Linked DNA regions of Pan troglodytes: region 2 is linked to region 1. A link is a contact called in public capture Hi-C data. All regions are on one chromosome and are shown on one strand. The core of a region is the stretch at or near the end of the contact, and the rest is flanking DNA. Distances in the headings are between cores, read along the strand shown.

Region 1 (3,313 bases), core at 485-2,984:
AGACACGGTGTTAGGAGCTGATAGAAAGATCTGGATCTTTTATGCTAGGCTTGGGGTTAAAAGAAATGGGAAACTGCCAGCTAGTGTGGCACAGAGGATTCTCTGTTACTTGCAGTTAGGACCACAGCCCCACATCCTTGACTTAGAACCTCTGAAGGAGAGAGAATAATGCTCTGAAAATCAGATGCTGGAGAAAACCAGCTCCTCCCACAGAACTCATCCATGGGGGCTCTCTGGAAGTGATACTCCAGTCTGCTTTGCTCAGAAGCAAGCAAAGCCTTTTGTCTGCATGGACCCCACAGTAAACACATCGACAAGGCAGCACTCCTAAAAAGCCCGGTCCAGGAGAAGTCCCCCTCCTCCAGGCTGACACAAGGCCTGGCAAACAGAGCCAGGGCTGAATTCCTGCCTCCACTGGCCCACCCCTCTCCCTGAGGGCCCATGTTCAGGGCATGAGATGCGTAACAGTTTTGATAGAAGCCTTGATCTGGAAGTCACTTGTCCTTGCAAAGGTGTTTGAAGTTTTACCTGCATGCTGGAGGGAAGGATTGAGGGTGGATGCAGCAAAGGAAAGGAAATGTCACAGGCACAGCCTTCTGTTCCCCACCTACACCAGGCAGAAGAAGGAGCAGGAGGCACTTACTTCCGCTGGGTTTCCCCAGACTTCACCCGGATGCGCCTGATATTCAGCTCCCGTCCGGGGTTGCGGGGTTGAGACAGGTAGCTGCGAAACTCCTTCCACAGGTTATACCAAGACTGAGAGGCCCCCTCCCAGGTGAGCTGGATCTTCAAGAGGTCTCCCAAGTCCTCCTCGGTGTAGACCAGGAAGGTGTTGGTGGCATTCTGCTCGATCCGCTCCACTCTACAAGTGGGAGAGAAGCTGATCTCACTCACCTAACAGCTGGAAAACTGCCACACTGTGTGGGGTGACACAGTGGCAGTAACAACCCCACATAGACAGGAGAGAGACAGTGTGAGTGATTTCCCCACCTCTATCCCTCTACTTCCTACCAACAGGACCAAGATGGAAGCTCAGGTGTACTCTCCACATGGGCCAAACTAACTTTGCCCTCAGCACCCCAGCTTCTTATCAAAACGATTCCTGGGCACCCCCTCCACCCCACTTATGCTACTTCCTGAAAAGACAGAACCAAGAAAGAACACAATAAGAAAACACAAAGAAGTCACATCCCCACTCAAGTGCGCTGTTCCGCTCAGCCTTAGAACCTCTGAAGGAAAGAGTTAATGATGCTCTGAAAATCAGATGCTGGGGAAAACCAGCTCCCCCCACAGACCTCATCCATCCCACAGACAGGCATCTGTCTCCCCCAAACTCCTAGCCACTTCCTGTCTGTCCCTCTCATTTGGCTTGGCCTCATCTGCCTTGCCCTACCTGTGTGTAAGTGTGCATGCGCGTGTACAAACCTGGTCTCCCAGCTAGACTGTGAGCCCTGAGAAGTGAGCTACTTTGATGATGTTTCATCACAATCCCAACATTACTTGGCATGATGCTTTGTCCCTGGTGGATACTCAACAAACATATACAGATCGCTATGCACCCCTCCCATAGCCACATCATTAGGAAAGGTCCAGGGATGACGTTTATGAAGTTACAGATTGCCTGAAGCATCGTCAGGCATTGCCTGGAATGAAACAGCAGTTTCTGCCCAGCTGATCCAGCTGCTGACCCAGCAGCTTCTCATGATGCCGATTCATCCCAGGAACTTTTCTCCCCGAAACGCTGAGTCAGGGCTTGGTAGAGAAGGTGCAGCGGGAGAGAGGACTGCAGAGGCCAGCTAGACCACCTGGCTCCTCCCTGAGCAGTCGGACTGCACTCTCCTGCGTGCTGTACTCGTTCACACGCTCCCTTGTGCTCTCTCATTCTCAAACCAACCTGTTCTCTGTCCCGAACCCAGCAAGGGAAACGGATGACTTACATTTCCAGTGGCAGAGTCTGGGAATCTGCATTAGTGCCATAAAGGGTGACGTAAAAGGTGGGCTCAATTTCTCCCATGTTCTTGTAACTGAAGACATGGATTTTCATCTGATAATGGTAAACTGCAGCGACAGCAGAACAAAGATGCTTGTAACCCTTGCTTGTCATCACAGGAGACCCCTGACCCAAACTGAGTCACCAGCACAGAGATTTTAGGGCTGGTGTTCTTTTGGTTGAGCCCAGCCTGCAGCCCCCATCTGCTCTTGTTCTGTCCAATGCCATAAGAGGCCACTGCAGTATGGAAGGAGCCCTGCACTTGGGAGTTAGATCTTTTGAGGATTTTCACTTAGCTACTTTCTAACTACGTGCCCCTGGATTAAGGACCAAGGTATTAACCTCTCTGAGCCTCAACTTCCTCATATGTAAAATAATACCCACAGTACCCAGAAAACCTTGTGATTTTACAGCACATTATAAAAATGTAACACGTCATTTTGGTCCCCTGTTCATCTGCCTCAGGTTTCTTGTGATGATCAAATGAGAAAACAAATATGAAACAGCTTTGAAAGTTAAATGCAAGATAGAAATTTAAGATATTGATATTGTGATCATGGACTGATAGCCACATCACAAAAGGGGTCCACACTGTTTATTTTGTAAAGATTCCCTTTCCTAGGACATGCACAGTGTAATCTGATTTGCAACGATTTGATTGGATTGTGCTGGCCACTTCTCCTGGGCTAGGACATGCCCTGCTCTGCAGCATGGTATTAAGAAGGAGGTATTAAGGGCCTTCCTCAGGGACGCTCCAGGGACTGAAGGTTACCTCTGAAAGGCATGCCTGCCCGGGTTTTTAGGTACATTTTGCTGTTCCTCTTGTTCCTCATTTTCTTGGCATTGTAGCCAATGCTATTACAACGGTTCTTGCGGCAGCTCAGACAGATCCCCTTTTTGAAGCGATTGGAGTCAGTGCACTGGAAGGCAAAACTCGGCTTGTCCTGATTCACCAGAGAGTCAACAAAGAGGTGGACGGCTCGCTCATGCTCACATTTTACCACCTCTGTGATTGCTGGGGGTGGGAGAGATAAAAAGCATGCAGGATGAGCCCTTCTTGATGATTAGACACTCAAATAATAAATACTGTACTCCTCAACAGTGATAGCTGTTTATTGTTGCTGTTAGTATTTTCATGTAATTCTTTTGCTTGTTTATTTGTTTTGAGACAAGGTCTCACTCTTGCCCAGGTTAGAGTGCAGTGGGACAATCATGACCCCCCGCTCACAGCAGCCCCAACTTCCGAGATTCAGGTGATCCTCTCACCTCAGCCTCCCCAGTATCTGGGACGACAGGCACATGACCACCACACCTGGCTAATTT
Region 2 (3,522 bases), core at 293-2,792, 140 kb before region 1:
TGCCCACCCTGGCCTCCCAAAGTGCTAGGATTACGGGAATGAGCCACTGTACCTGTTTTTTTTTTTTTTTTTTTTTAATGAAATGGGGCAGTTCTTACGGAGTTTAAAGAGAAAGTGAGCTGGGCGTGTTGGCTCATGCCTATAATCCCAGCACTTTGGGAGGCCAAGGCAGGTGGATCACAAGCTCAGGAGATAGAGACCATCCTGGCTAACACGGTGAAACCCCGTCTAAAAATTAGCCGGGTGTGGTGGCACGCACCTGTAGTCCCAGCTACTCTGGAGGCTAAGGCAGGAGAATTGCTTCAACCCAGGAGGCAGAGGTTGCAGTGAGCCGAGATCAAGCCACTGCACTCCAGCCTGGGTGACGAAGCAAGACTCCATCTCAAAAAAAAAAAAAAAGAAGAAAAAGAAAAAAAGAGAGAAAGTAGTATCAATGTCTTTGCTTTGCCTCACCCACTGTCTCAGCTAGACGTGTCCCTGAGTCATTTAGGCGTCTCACAGATGGGGGAATGGAGGCCCACGAGAGGAAGTCTCATCCAAGGCCCAGAGCAACTGCAGTGCCTTTTCCCCATCGGGCTTGCTCCAGCCTTTGGGCCCTAGGGGGCGCCAGAAAGCCTCACCTTTCCCAGAATCTATGCTGAGAGGAGAATGTTGCCACCAAAGGCCCAGTGGAGGCCATTTGGCCTCCCCCTCTTCATGACATTGTTCGCCCAAGTCTCTGCAGCACCCCAATCCTGGGGCCCTCAATATCAGAACTCAGTGCTCTAGGGGCCCAAGAGCGGCCTGGCTTCCCTGCCCCACAGGAGTTTAAGGCCCATGGGCTTCTTTTCCCAGGAATTACTTCATTGCTCCAAAGCCCTTCACCTTTACCAGGAAATAACTCTCCAGGGTGGCCCCAGACACTGCCGCTGGGATGCCCCAAACTCTCTTCTGGAAGCCACTCCTCGCTCTACCGAGGCCCAAGGGTATTCACCCTGGCCCCGACTTGCTGCTGTCATGTGGCCAGCCATTTCCAGAAATGTTCTGGTTTGAGGACTGAAAGGCCCACGTCCCGGGAAACCCCTCAGTCCTGTGTAAACTGGGACATTGGTCACTGTATTGTCATCTCCCTCATGGTAGGTCAGCTCCAGCCCAGGGCTCAGCCCAGTTCTTGGATCCCAAGCACGGGTTTTGATTATTACTCCAAACCATGGGCCAAGTAAGAGGTTCTCTCTGCTGATCTGTAAGGGTCGGCAGGGGCCTGCCCTGTGCCCAGTTCCGCCCCTGTCCAGCCGAGGAAACAGACTTAGTTATTATCTTAGCAAACAAGGAGAAACTGTGTGAGTGAAATAGGATGGTACCATTGCCAGGGTAAATAATAGTAACTGTGTTAAATCTCTAACAAGCACCAAGTTCAACACTGGGAGCTTTGCGTCGACTCTTGCATCTAACCCTCACTGCAAACTACAAGGTAGGTCTCTTCCATGCTGGTTCTACGGATGGCGACTTGGCAGCTCAGTGATCATCAGCTTGCCTGAGGTCACCCCGACTCTAAGGGCACAGTCACAAGCTCTTTCAACCATGTTACCCTGGCGCAGGAGACAGGGCATCTGGCTTCTCATCCCAACTTTTTCATTAGCTAATTACATGACTTTGAGGGAGTCCCTTGGGACCCTGGAGCCTCCACTGCATTGGATAAATGAGAGCTCTAAGCAAGGTGCTCTCCAAAGTCCTTTTGCGGGTAGCTTAGTGATAGAACATGGGCCCTGGGCTGAGATGGGGTTGAGTTGAATGTCAGTGCTGCCACTTACAACACATGTGGACAGGGACAAGTTACTTAACCTGCCTTCACCTATAAAATCAGGCAACTACCTCCAGTCATTTGTGGTAAGGAGTAAATGAAATGAGGCACCAAGGCTGGTGTTTATGAAAACTTTTTTTTTTTAAATGCCAGCTCTTATTGTTCCAGCTCCTACATTTTAGGACATTGTGTCTCCCTACCCCACCCCCTTTCACCAAGCCCTTATAACAGATCTATATTGCCCAGAATGCATTGTACACAGAGCTAGAGAAAACTTCTTGGCTGGGCTTGGTGGCTCACACCTGTAATCCCAGCACTTTGGGAGGCCCAGGCAGGAGGATCACTTGAAGTCAGGAGTTTCAGACCAGCCTGCTGGCCAACATGGTGAAACCCTGTCTCTACTAAAAAATACAAAAAAATAGCCGGGCATGGTAGTACTTGCTTATAATCCTAGCTACTCGGGAGGCTGAGGCAGGAGAATTGCTTGAACCTGGGAGGCAGAGGTTGCAGTGAGCCGAGATTGCGCCACTACACTCCAGCCTGGGCAAAAAGAGTGAGACTCCATCTCAAAAAAAAAAAAAAAAAAGCAATAATTTCTAGATTCTTTTTCTCATTTTCTTCCAGAAAATGGAAAAGACGTGTCCACGGTAAACAGAGAGAGGTGGCCCACAGAGATGGAGGGGAGCAAAAGAGTTGGCTGAGGCCTGACCCAGAAGATAGGAGCCGGTGGTCACTGTGGCCAGTCAGTTTCCAGACAGTTGCCATGGGAGAGTTGGTAAATCTTCCCTTCTAGGATTTCAGAGCACTGACCTGCCTGCCAGGCCCAAGTCTTAAGATCCAAACCAGGACTGAGCTGTTACTATGGAAAGTGTGATTTTTCTGCAGGATTAAGAAGCCTTCACACTTTTTCAGTCACATCAGAATTGCCACCCCTGGGAGGGATGAGTCGGATAATTTGAACCAGGTGCAGACTTCGTGGCCTGTCTTTACGGGGCAGACACTCATACACAGATTTTGTTGGCTGTGCCATGGACTGTCTTTCTTATTTTCCTAACCTAGTCAGGACTTCCTTCCAAACTTCACAGACAGTTTCGAGAACCCACACACACTGCCTGCCAGGAGCTGAGCAGAAGCTGGGAGGCCCTGGTGGTAGAAATGCGTTCCAGTGTCACCGAGCCAGGCAATCGCTGCGGCCTTTGGGTCTGCTCCCTTCCAATAGGAGCAGGACTAGCTTTCTTCCAAGGGATCAGGAGATCCTCCCAGCCAATGCAAGGCTGGACCCCTGTGACTCACCCCCTGTGTGTGGCTTCTCAAGCAGATTTCCCAGGACAACATGAAAGGCTGATAGATTATTACTATCTGGTTTCATGTTCCTCCTTTTGTTAAAATTCCTAATATAAGGAAGTGGAGGTGGGGAACTGAAGGAAGTCTCACTTTACAGCCCGACCCCCACTCCCTGGCAGCTCAGCTATTGCTGGCCCTCCAGTGTGGCAAGAGACAGAAGTGTATTTCCCAGGACCAAGTCAAAGAGCTCTTCCCTCTTCATTTCTCTTCCCTTATCAAGGGTGTTAATCTTACTGGAATTCACTTCAGTACAGCAAATGGGGCCAGATGGTAGAGGGGAGGAAATGACCCCAAGGTGTCTTGCCTATAAACCTTCCAGGGCCCTTGGAAACTTCCTGGGGGCACTCAGCCCGTCAGGCCCCCAGGAACTTGTACCAGGTCACAAATTCCCAACCCCT

Evidence for each region. Capture Hi-C pulls out chosen DNA fragments and counts their contacts.
Region 2: a capture Hi-C map of stem cell-derived neural stem cells shows a contact between it and region 1, with 1.8 times the contacts expected there. The contact joins two enhancer-like sites. A contact is called at or near these places in 1 of 7 Hi-C or Micro-C datasets (stem cell-derived neural progenitor cells) and 1 of 1 other capture datasets (stem cell-derived neural stem cells).

The regions. Positions count from the first base shown.
Region 1 is chr17:59,651,417-59,654,729 of NHGRI_mPanTro3-v2.0_pri, reverse strand. It overlaps LIPG (lipase G, endothelial type), which reads right to left. Exons shown (of 10, transcript XM_009433982.5): 6 at 2,763-3,005; 7 at 1,938-2,058; 8 at 644-862. Among named protein-coding and RNA genes, the nearest start is that of LIPG, 20 kb to the right of the region's middle. Within about 2 kb of position 1,734, at least 2 of the 24 cell types and tissues checked have an H3K27ac peak or open chromatin away from gene starts, as enhancers often do. A contact at or near this core is called in stem cell-derived neural stem cells, where this site is marked.
Region 2 is chr17:59,793,426-59,796,947 of NHGRI_mPanTro3-v2.0_pri, reverse strand. No RefSeq gene overlaps it. Among named protein-coding and RNA genes, the nearest start is that of ACAA2, 88 kb to the left of the region's middle. Within about 2 kb of position 1,542, at least 3 of the 24 cell types and tissues checked have an H3K27ac peak or open chromatin away from gene starts, as enhancers often do. A contact at or near this core is called in stem cell-derived neural stem cells, where this site is marked.